Linked DNA regions of Sus scrofa: all the other regions are linked to region 2. A link is a contact called in public HiChIP or PLAC-seq and promoter capture Hi-C data. All regions are on one chromosome and are shown on one strand. The core of a region is the stretch at or near the end of the contact, and the rest is flanking DNA. Distances in the headings are between cores, read along the strand shown. Region 1 overlaps HVCN1 (voltage-gated hydrogen channel 1). Region 2 overlaps CCDC63 (coiled-coil domain-containing protein 63). Region 3 overlaps PPTC7 (protein phosphatase PTC7 homolog). Region 4 overlaps TCTN1 (tectonic-1).

Region 1 (2,700 bases), core at 107-2,606, 140 kb after region 2:
TTCAGGTAGGTGGGCGGGCAGAGGCCCAAGGTGCCCAGGGTGGGGCAGAGCTGGCAGCAAGAGTCACGAGGGCAGGGTGGGGGCCCATCTCTGGCAACAGCTCATTCCATTCTGTGGACCACGTGCCCCATCCAGCACTGGGTACACCAGGCAGGTCCAGTGCTATCAGGGGTAAAATAAATCCTGATACCAAAGTCAGGGTACATCCACTGACAGATGGCTACACAGAATGTGACCTATCCATCCTCAGCTGGAAAAAGGAGTGAAGCACTGACACAGGCCACAACGTGGATGAACCTTGACCACATGATACTCAGTGGAAGAACCCGGACACATAGGCCCCATATCTTATAATTCCATTTATATGCAGTGTCTAGAATAACATAAATCCAGAGACAGCAAGATTGGAGGGAGGGAGGAAGTGGGAGTGACTGCTTCTTGGATACGAGTCTCCATTTGGGGTAATGAAAATGTTCTGAAACTAGACAGAGGTCATGGTTGCACATGCTCGGGAATGTGCTTGATGCCTCTGAACTTTATGCCAACTGTAAAATAGCTAAAATGGTAGGTTTATGCGTGATTGACCACACGCACACAAGGTAAATTAAAGGGTTAACACTGGGGGCAGATAAAACATTCCCACATTCCTTCAGCAAACATGGAAGGCTGGCCCTGGGTTGAGCAAGGCCATGAGGGTCCCATGCCTCACAAACTCATTGCCACTGGGGTCGGGAGGCAGTTTCTTCACTTGTGAAGTGATGCCAAAGATACCTGCCTGGCTCGACCCACCACCCACCTCCAGGTGTGGTTACGGGGAGAGCCTGGGAGGAAAACACGGGCTGCAGAGAAGAGCAAAGGGAAAGGAACTTGTTACAGGGTTCAGGGCTGTCCTGACGTCTTCCAACTATGAAGGACAAGTGCGGGTGGGGTCCAGCCCCAAGAGAAGCAAGCAGGTGTCTGGAAGCACATTCCGGGTCCCAGGAGAAAGCAGGGGGCTCAGGAGCCTCATGACGCACACAGCTCCTTGTCAGCCCTGTCCCTGAACAGAGCCATTTGGGGCTCTTGCTTCAGGCATTCCCCTCAACCGCAGTAATCCAACCCCTCCCTAAAGCCAAAGTTCTTTCTGGAGGCAGAGAGAAACAGCCCTCATCTCTCCCATCACGGACTTCATTCCAGGGTAAAATAGAAAAGGAAGTGATTTGGGTCTTTTTTTTTTTCCACTCTCATGTGGCTTAGAGAAAAAAGCAGGCCAGACAGCCCAGCACTGCTGGCAGCTCAGCGCTTCCCTCTGTGGCTCTGACGGGAGAGGAAACATGGTATTAAGTTGTTGGGGTTGAAATCCCAAACCCTCAATTCCGGGAGCAGAAGGAAGGAGCCAGCTTCCTTCCAGCTGCCAGGGGGAGTCCTTGCGCGGTCCCTCCTCTCCTAACTGGGCCACGTGGCTCAGGGGGAAGCAGAGTAGAGCTGTTTATTCATTCTCCCAACAGTCAGATCTTAGCACCTGCGGTGCACGGGGCCTACAGCAGCCAGCGGAATGGGTGCGTCCCTCCCTTGCTCAATGCTCTGCAGAGGCGGGCGGTTGTAAGTGGAGGGAAGCCTCTGCAGGGACACTAAAGGGGGCACTGAGAGGCCCTGGGAGTGGGGGAGACCTGATCTAGGACATGTGACGACAGTGGAGGTGACATCTCACCTGACACCTGAAGGTCGGGCAGAGGTGAGCTCTGTGGGTGGCAGGGGAGGAGCCTCCCAGGCTGAGGGAGGAAAGGGTCTTCAGCATTCGAGGAGCTGAGAAGGGTCTGCAAGGCTTGTGTGTATCCCCTGGAAGGATGGGGGCAACAGGACCAGATTTGTAGAGGGGCTCAGAGTGGAAGCAGGGAGGCCACCTTGGAGGAGGAGATAAGGATTCAAGGGTTTGATCTCTGCCAATAGAACCGTGTATAAGGAGATTCTGGAATCCCTTTCTTGGACGCAGTCTCCTCCTGTTCCTATGGTTTGAGGTGGTCTCAGTGACATGATATATAGTTAACTGTTGTCACTCCTAACACAGGGGAGAGAATTCGGGGTGAGTCAGGCGTCCATGGAAACCACGGATGGACAGGGAAGCTGGGCCAGGGGAGGGTGGCCTGGAAAGTCAGGTGTGTCCCTTTTATTATCTGCTCACTCAGGCTGGGCCCTCAGCTCACACATGATGTCATGCACTGCTCCCATTGTCACTCTGGGGTGGAAAAGGAAGCTACGGCCAAGGTCCAGGCTAACGGGTGAGCTAGAGCCGCCCCACAGCCCATGCTCTGCTCCACTGCGTTCTGCCAGGCATGCCCGTCTTCCAGGTGAGGATTTGGAATTAACTGGCTTTCCCAAGTTCTTAGCATTTTTCTTTGTGACGTGGCTCTCCTGGAACTACAAGGGCCTTGTGAACTGGCAAATTTGGGGCCTTAGGGGTTCATAGAGGCTGGGGCCGGGACTCAGGCATTGTAGTTTTGGGACCTTGGGTCTGTCTCTCTCTCACTTTTTAAAATTGAGGTGAAGAGTTCCCACTGCGGTGCAGTGGGATCAGCAGCATCTCTGCAGGCTAGGATGTGGGTTCGATCCCTGCCTGGAACAGTGAGTAGGGTTAAGGATCCTGCAGTTGTTGCAACTGTGGTTTGGATCCGATCCCTTTCTGAGGAATTCCATATGCCTTGGGGCAGCCAAAAAAGAAAA
Region 2 (2,700 bases), core at 133-2,632:
GCTGGGTCCACGCTATATCCTGGAGACAGATCGACACCCATTCTCACAGCTGGGCTTCCAGAGAACCCTGCAGGTGTCTTGGCCCATGGCATACCACCCTTAGTCTGGGGTCTCAAACTCAAGGCCCACAGGGCAAATTCAATCTGCCTTCAGTTCTGTTTAGCAGGCAGTGTTTTAAAATGTGAATATGGGTCAGCTACTCACTCTCCGGGCCCCTCCTCCCTCAATTCCCACATTTCCTGTAACTGCAGGAATTTGAGTATGCAATTCTTAGGTAGAATCTCAAAGCTGCCCACTTGTGTGTGTTGGAAAATGCTAATAAATCCAGAGGTCCAGGTCAGAGAGCACCACGAAAGCGCCTCTTGCTCCTTAGACCTCAGTCTAGCCACTACAGTATCTGGGCACACGGTAAGTTCTTGGCAGAAACGAATATTTAATTAGTTGGGATGGAGGAGGCCAACCCCTCCTCTGCTGCTGCTGAATTTAACAATCTACTCTTAAAAGAAAATCCTGACTCCTGAAGGACTTGGCAGGGCCCCTGAGACAGGCCACTGTGTGGATTATAAATGCCAAGTCTGAGAAAGGAGGCTCCTGTTGAAAAAAAAAGAAAAAAAAAAGCCCAAACAGTCTAACCTGGTAGAACATTAAACATATGTTTAGAACACTAATCATAATCATGCAGGGGTGCAGAAACACCCACAAATTTTTAAAAATTGGGATCGTTAAGGGGGAAATGGAAGTTTGTTGCACTCTCTTGGATTTATCGTACACACTGTAATTTATTTACATTTAATGGAGGGGGACCGCGATATTTTCCAAGTTTAGGGGCAGCTAAATGTCTGAAGGGGTCCGGGATGGGGGCAGCCACCACGCTTTTGCTTTCCCCAGCAGAGGGCGCTGTTGAGCAGCAGGCGCGGCTGCACGGACAGCAAAACCTACCAGAGGGAATTTGCAGGACTGCTCCCACCGAGTGTCCGACCGCTGCCGCAGCTGCCTGTCTGACGGCGCCGGGAGGGGAGTTTGCTGCACGGCTGCGCTGTACCAGCCCCCAGCCCCACGTCTGGGCGTTCTCGGACCCCTGGAACGGGCGCTTTTATGACTCGCACAGACCAGGGCGTTCTTCCCTGGAAGGTTCGGGGAAGCCGTGGGGCCCTTAAGTGGGAACCAGAGCCCCTGATGGGAAAGTTTTGCGGGGGAGGTGGGAGATACACTCCTCAGCGACCCCTCCCTCTCCCGCGATGACCTCTTACCGGACTAGCCGAACCCTCACACCACTAACTTCTCAATTAATTAATTAATTAATTAATCAAAGCTCTCCTTCCCTGACTCGGCTAACTCACGCCCCAATCCAATCGCCTTGCCATTTTCTCTGTCATTTACCCGCATATCCTCGCACCATCTTCTTACTCCCCCTCTCCCACTCACACATACAGCAACCCTGCCGGGTACATGCTTTAACCGCACTAACTCAGAGAAATCCAATTCTCCCTGTTCTGCAAAAAGAACTTGAGACAAATAACCACTGGTGCGGGGCAATTTGTCCAATTTTCTCCTCTGACCATGACTTGGGACACCCAGTCTGACCCAAATCACTTGTGACTCCTAGCGTGAGCCTTTTTCACCGGCCTAACCGAGTTTGATCGTTTAAAGATAAACATGTTTTCATGCAAATGGCCCTGAAACACAAGCCAACCACTTCCTCTGGAGCTAAACTCTAGAAGCAGCTATATTGCTGAAGGGAAATGATTGCTGAAGGGAAATGATTAGAGGTACTGGTTTTCCAGGGTAGTTTTTACCTGAGATTTCCATCTTACCTCCAAACTCTTGAGTGAGTTGTAGCTCAGCCTAGGCTCTCCATTCACTTATCCCTAAACTCTTGAGAGAAGATGTGTTTTAGAACTTACCATGGTTTTGGTTTTGGAAAGATAATGTGGTGCACAGGGAAACATGTTACCCCTGATGTTGTTGGCAGCCATGTTGTAACCATGAGGGAAGTCAGTGGGACAGATATTTTATGAATGGCATTTGGGCAACATGTCAAAATCAAACACCTTAACACTTCTGCAAGGAAGCATATGAATACTAATGAGAAGTAAAATAAAGATTATAAGCAGTCTCATGTCAGGTCTTGATGATTCACACAAAGTGTTTTGGGACAAGTGATACCAACCTCATTTTACAGATGAGGAAACTGAGGGTTGGAGAAATAAAGTGACTTTTGCAGTAAGTGGGAGAGCCAGGTTTTGAACCCTGGGCTGTCTCTAGAGATCCATGCTTTACCATAATCCTGAGTAAAACCACAGCACCAAACCTGAGAAGTTCTTCTGGAAGCTGTTATCTATCATCTCTCCGATATTTAAAGAGCTGCTCTAGCCTTCAACTCCATATATAGCCCAGTGACTCATATATTTCAAGTGTCAACGACTGAAAAATGATTGAGTTCAGTTAGGTTCAGGACTTGTTAAAAATAGGCTTTCCTCAGAAGAATTTACTCTCTCTGCCTTTATGGGCACAGATCTCAGCAGCCTCCACGCAGAGAAGTGCAAGGCTTTTTAAATTAGAACATGCCAGAGTCAATTCTGCTAAAGGGATCTTCAGTTCCATCAGCGGGGCTTGGAGCAGAGAGAGATGCCAGCTTGCCAAAATGATGAGCCAGCGGTGAGAAATGTTGGCAATAGCGAGTCTACAGAATGGAGGAGG
Region 3 (2,700 bases), core at 103-2,602, 250 kb after region 2:
CTTTTTAAGCAATATTTTCCTCACCTGTAAAATAGAGGTGAGGTGGAGTGGTACAAAAAGCCCTACGTTACAGGCTTGTGGTGAGGATGAACCAAGACCATGCTTTAGAAATCCTTAGAACCACTGGAGTTCTGTGGTGCAGGGGCTTAAGGATCCGATGTTATCACTTGGGTCACTGCTGTGGCAAGGGTTCAGTCCCTGTCCTGGGAACTTTCCCATGCTGTGGACGCAACCACAAAGAAAAGAAGAGAAATCTTAGCACCATGCCTTGTCTGTGGGGCTCAGTAAAGGTCAGGTGCTTACATGGGCTGCCACTGTGCTCTATGCAGTGACAGAGTGCCCTTATGGAGCTTACTTTCTAGTGGAAGAAGACAGATAATATAGAGAAAGAAAGAATTGATAAATGTTGCTGGTAAATAAGAAGAAAAAATAAAGCAGAGTGAAGGAATAGAGAATAGAGAGGGCTTTTCAGTAGGGCAGCTGACAGCGTTACTTGGAGAGAGCACTGTGCTTGGCCAGAGTGCATCCCCAAGCAAGAAGACTTTTGAGGTCATCCCTAAAGTGCTATCAAAATCCGCCCTTTGAGTCCCATCCCATTTTAGCAAGAATGCCTTAAGAATTTCAAATGGGAAAAAAAAACACATGAAAATCCAAACTTCAGGGGCCAAGGCCATCCTAGTAAAGGACTTTCTGTTTGACATCTTGTGCAGGCGGCACTGGTGGTCTCATTTCCATTTTAGTTGAGGTGTGATGATTCAGTGTCTTCTCTAAATGGAGTAAAACTTAAATGGTGGAAACTATGATAGGTAAATGTTACTGTCTTTAAAAGTGATGTTTGCAAATATACTTGATGCAGAAATCATGTAAGGCATTATGGTAAAAATAACTCCCTCATCTTTCCATTGTAGAATTCAAATTATGAGAGTATACAACAGACAGCAAGAAGCATTGCTGAGCAAGCTCATGAGCTGGCCTATGACCCAAATTATATGTCACCTTTTGCACAGTTTGCATGTGACAACGGATTGAATGTGAGAGGTAAGCATTTTTTAGGAAGGTCATAGGGAATGACTGGGGACACAGAGGATGGGAGCATTATGGGCTGTGGGTGAAGCAAACTACAGCACTGGGGTGAGACTGCCAAGAGGTCCTCTCCCACCTGTGAGCCTGTGGCTTTTAACAAGGTCAGCAGGCCCTAACACTGGAGGACAGAGCAAGTGCATGTCATCATGTCTTCCTCATAGAGGTACCCTTCAGTATTGAACTTCACTGGCCACAGAGGCAGGTGCAACCTGAAGCCCTTTACTGCCGCCAGTGTACTCTTTGGACTTGCGCCCAAAAAGCCTCTGAGCTCCGTCTGGAGGGCCTGAACATTCCTAACAGTTTAAACATTCTGCCCTTCACCAGCCTGACATTTCACTTCTCCCTTCCTCTGGCTTTGTGGGACTCGTTGACAGTATTTGCCTGCCAAATGGCCACAGCAGGTTTTGAAGAGGGAAGCAATGTTAGATTGTCCTTGCCTAAGGAATCCTTCTATCTCCTGAGTGATACATAACTTTGGGAGCAGGCTAGTAGCTCAGTTTTGAAGCTTGGATGACATGTTGATACTAGCATACTAGAACTAGTAGAGTTGGTCAGTTTCTTGCTGGTATAATCTTATGACATGTAAAACATTTCTTAATTGTCCAGGAAATATTAAAATAGAAAAAAAGCACATGCCGTAGCTGTTTGCCAGATTAGAATACAAGACTATTCCTAGTTTCAAAACATTGGATATGTTTGTCCAAATTAGGATTCGAAGCATGTAACTTTGTCATGCAAAAGTAATCTTAGCCACATTTTGTCTTTATTGTGATTGCTATAAACAGAGGATGTTGTGGTGGCCATTTTAACAGAGCTTTTTTTGTAAAGGGGCAGGAAGGGTTTGGGTTTTTTGTTTGTTTTTTGTTTTTTTTCCTAAGGCTGCACTCCAGGCATTTGGAAGTTCCTGGGCTAGGGATAGAATCTGAGCTGCAGCTGCAGCAACGCTGGATCCTTTAACCCACTGTACCGGGCAGGAAATCAAACCCATGCTTTTACAGTGACTGAGACACTGCAGTTGGATTCTTAACCCAGTGTGCCACAATGGGAACTCCAGGGAGTTTGTTTTGAAAGCTTCAGTTAAATTATGTGTGATTTCTCTTTTTATTTTTTATTTTATTTTTTTGTCTTTTTGCCTTTTCTAGGGCCACTTCCGCGGCACATGGAGGTTCCCAGGCTAGGGGTCTAATCGGATCTGTAGCCACTGGCGTACACTAGAGCCCTCATTCGTTAAGTGCTGAGCCATGACGGGAACTCCAAATTATGTGTGATTTCTTGATGTGTTTTGTTTAACTTTTTATCAGGTTTTTGGGTGGGTTTTTTTTGCCTTTCCTACTAGAATATATTGCCAAACCTAGCCTTCCTGAAATGCCAGTATTTGTCTCCTAGTATTTATTTAGGCTTACTTTTTTTTTTTTTTTTTTTTTATCTTTTTAGGGCCACACCCGCGGCATATGGAGGTTCCCAGGCTAGGGGTCAAATCAGAGCTGTAGCCATCAGCCTACACCACAGCCCCAGCAACGCCAGATTCAAGCCACTACTGCAACCTACACCATAGCTCACAGCAATGCCAGATCCTTAACCCACCTAGCGAAGCCAGGGATCCAATCTGCATCCTCA
Region 4 (2,700 bases), core at 55-2,554, 190 kb after region 2:
CTCATTGGAGACTTGTATATCTTCTTTGGAGAAATGTCTATTCAGGTTTTTTGCCCTGAATTGGATTTTTATTATTGTGATTGAGATGCAGAAGTTCATTATACATTCTGGATATTAACCCCTCATTGGATATATAATTTGCATTATTTTCTACCATGCCATGCCATAGGTTTTGACTTTTCATTCTGTTGATTGCTCCTTTTGACATACAGCAGTTTTTAAGTTTGGTGTGGTCCCATTTGTCTACTTTTTCTTTTGTTGCCTGTGCTTTTGATGCTATATCCAGAAAATCACTGCCAAAACCAATGTCCTAAAACTTTTCTCCTATGTTTTCTGCTATGTAGTTTAATAGTTTTAATCTATTTTGAGTTAATATTTTAGGTAAGGGTCTAATGTCAAAGTTTTTTGTTTTGTTTTGTTTTCAGGGCTGCACGTGTGATATATGTAAGTTCCCAGGCTAGAGGTGCAGCTGCCAGTCCATGCCACAACCACAGCAATGCTGGATGCAAGCTGCATCTGTGACCTACCCTGCAGCTACTGGCAACACTGGATCCTTAATCCACTGAGGGAGGCTGGGCATTGAAACTGCATCTTCACAGACACTATTATCGGGTTTTCAACCCACTGAGCCACAATGGGAACTCCTAACTTCATCCTTTTAGCATATGGATATCCAGTTTTCCCAACACCATTTGTTGAAGAGACTGTCCTTTCCCCCATCACTCAGTCCTAACACCATTGTTAAAAATAATTTGGCCGGGAGTTCCCGTCATGGTGCAGTGGTTAACGAATCCGACTAGGAACCATGAGGTTGCAGGTTCGGTCCCTGCCCTTGCTCAGTGGGTTAACGATCCGGCGTTGCCGTGAGCTGTGGTGTAGGTCGCAGATGTGGCTCGGATCCCGTGTTGCTGTGGCTCTGGCGTAGGCTGGTGGCTACAGCTCCGATTGGACCCCTAGCCTGGGAACCTCCATATGCCGCGGGAGCGGCCCAAGAAACAGCAAAAAGACAAAAAAAAAAAAAAATAATAATAATAATAATTTGGCCATACATTTGGGAGTTTCAATCCACTCCTTTTTATTGCTAATAAGTATCCTCTAAAGGTTATACCACAATTCCTTTATTCATTCACCAGTTGAAAGAATTTGAGCTTTTCCAGTTTTGGGCAATTACAAATAAAGCCACTATAAACATTCACATCGAGATTTTGTGTGATTTTCATTTCTCTTGGGTACATACCTAGGGGTGAGATTTCTGGGTTGTGTGGTATTTAATTTTACAAGACACTGCTCAACTTTCCCCTAAAGTGGCAGCTGCACATTGTGCATTCCCACCAACAATGTGTGAGATTTGCAGCTGCTCCCCACACTCATGAAAACTTGGTGTGGTCAGTTTTGTTTTATTTCCATTTTTAGCTATTCAAATAATTGTGTGGTGGCATCTCATTGCACTTGTGTTAGTTGGCTTTTAATAGGTTCATTCATCTTGGAATGGCACATGTACATAGCATTTTAACCTTGGGGTACCCCAAATATTTGTTAAATAGTAAATGAAGAAATAAATTCATTTTTTGTAAACAGAGAGCCTCAGAAAATGAAAGTGAGTTGAGGGGCACTGCTCTCTCTTCCCCACTTCTATTTCTGTTTCCGGCTTGTAACATGTTTTCATCCTTCGTGTTGGGTCTGCAGGTAGTTCCGTTTTCACTCACCCTTTCCTGAAAGCCTGTGAGTGAATTCTTGAGACCTAAACCAGCTTTGCTTTGCCCTTGCCATGGGGTCAGGTATTTCTGCCACTGCCTGTTTGACCTTTTGTTCATCCAAATTTGTTGTCAAGAATGTGGAGACCAGAGAAAAGCAAATACAAGATTGGGTAAACCTATGTCAAAAGCACCAGCCTCACACTGTTAAAGCATGTTTTTCAAGCCCCATATCGGAACCCATGGTCTGACAAGTGTGTATGTAGTTATGAAGACAATTTAAAAATTAGAATGTCCTGGAGACATCGGAATTATTGCGGCCATAGTTATGAAAAGTCTGGATGGAACTAACCCTAAATCCAAACCCCCAGAATCCCCATATCTACATTATTATCAATTGATTAGGGGCAAAAAAAAAGATCGTCTGATTAGAAATGATGAAGTTTAATTAGGTTTGTTTGGACAAAGACTCAAAGACTTTTTTTTTTTTTTGTCTTTTTGCTATTTCTTTGGGCCGCTCCCGCGGCATATGGAGGTTCCCAGGCTAGGGGTCCAATCGGAGCTGTAGCCACCAGCCTACGCCAGAGCCACAGCAATGCGGGACCCAAGCCGCACCTGCAACCTACACCACAGCTCACGGCAACGCCGGATCGTTAACCCACTGAGCAAGGGCAGGGACCGAACCCGGAACCTCATGGTTCCTAGTCATATTCATTAACCACTGCGCCACGACAGGAACTCCTCAAAGACTTTTTAATACAGATCACTTGTGAGCCTCTTAAAACAAATAATCAAAGTCTGTCCAAATAAAATCCAGCTGCAGGTTCTCCCTCAGAGGGCAGTTGCTTACTACAGTGGGATAATAAAGGGTCAGTCATATTTTAATTTCTGCCCCCTCTTAACATGAATCAACCTAAAAATTCCCTTTTAAAATGTTTTCTGCAAGACATAAGAAGCTGGTAAATATAACAGTTTCCAGGAAGGAAGAGAGAAGAAAAGTCAATCT

What was found. Promoter capture Hi-C pulls out the DNA fragments that hold promoters and counts their contacts. HiChIP or PLAC-seq counts read pairs in DNA pulled down with a chosen protein or histone mark.
Region 1: an H3K27ac HiChIP or PLAC-seq map of skeletal muscle shows a contact between it and region 2. The contact joins two enhancer-like sites. A contact is called at or near these places in 4 of 47 Hi-C or Micro-C datasets (blood, embryonic fibroblasts and skeletal muscle) and 2 of 2 datasets of contacts at active chromatin or transcription factors (alveolar macrophages and skeletal muscle).
Region 3: a contact with region 2 is called in an H3K27ac HiChIP or PLAC-seq map of skeletal muscle, with 5 times the contacts expected there. The contact joins two enhancer-like sites. A contact is called at or near these places in 2 of 2 datasets of contacts at active chromatin or transcription factors (alveolar macrophages and skeletal muscle).
Region 4: a contact with region 2 is called in a promoter capture Hi-C map of liver, with 4 times the contacts expected there. The contact joins two enhancer-like sites. A contact is called at or near these places in 2 of 5 promoter capture datasets (fetal liver and liver), 20 of 47 Hi-C or Micro-C datasets (alveolar macrophages, blood, embryonic fibroblasts and 11 more) and 2 of 2 datasets of contacts at active chromatin or transcription factors (alveolar macrophages and skeletal muscle).

Annotation. Positions count from the first base shown.
Region 1 is chr14:32,018,192-32,020,891 of Sscrofa11.1, reverse strand. It overlaps HVCN1 (voltage-gated hydrogen channel 1), which reads left to right. Exons shown (of 8, transcript XM_021074359.1): 5 at 1-5. Among named protein-coding and RNA genes, the nearest start is that of HVCN1, 25 kb to the left of the region's middle. Within about 2 kb of position 1,356, at least 27 of the 83 cell types and tissues checked have an H3K27ac peak or open chromatin away from gene starts, as enhancers often do. A contact at or near this core is called in alveolar macrophages and skeletal muscle, where this site is marked.
Region 2 is chr14:32,155,218-32,157,917 of Sscrofa11.1, reverse strand. The region is part of intron 2 of CCDC63 (coiled-coil domain-containing protein 63); the gene reads right to left. Among named protein-coding and RNA genes, the nearest start is that of CCDC63, 16 kb to the right of the region's middle. Within about 2 kb of position 1,382, at least 32 of the 83 cell types and tissues checked have an H3K27ac peak or open chromatin away from gene starts, as enhancers often do. A contact at or near this core is called in alveolar macrophages, liver and skeletal muscle, where this site is marked.
Region 3 is chr14:31,909,498-31,912,197 of Sscrofa11.1, reverse strand. PPTC7 (protein phosphatase PTC7 homolog) reads left to right here. Exons shown (of 6, transcript XM_003132884.4): 5 at 909-1,038. Among named protein-coding and RNA genes, the nearest start is that of PPTC7, 36 kb to the left of the region's middle. Within about 2 kb of position 1,352, at least 13 of the 83 cell types and tissues checked have an H3K27ac peak or open chromatin away from gene starts, as enhancers often do. A contact at or near this core is called in skeletal muscle, where this site is marked.
Region 4 is chr14:31,968,300-31,970,999 of Sscrofa11.1, reverse strand. The region is part of intron 1 of TCTN1 (tectonic-1); the gene reads right to left. Among named protein-coding and RNA genes, the nearest start is that of TCTN1, 16 kb to the right of the region's middle. Within about 2 kb of position 1,304, at least 6 of the 83 cell types and tissues checked have an H3K27ac peak or open chromatin away from gene starts, as enhancers often do. A contact at or near this core is called in liver, where this site is marked.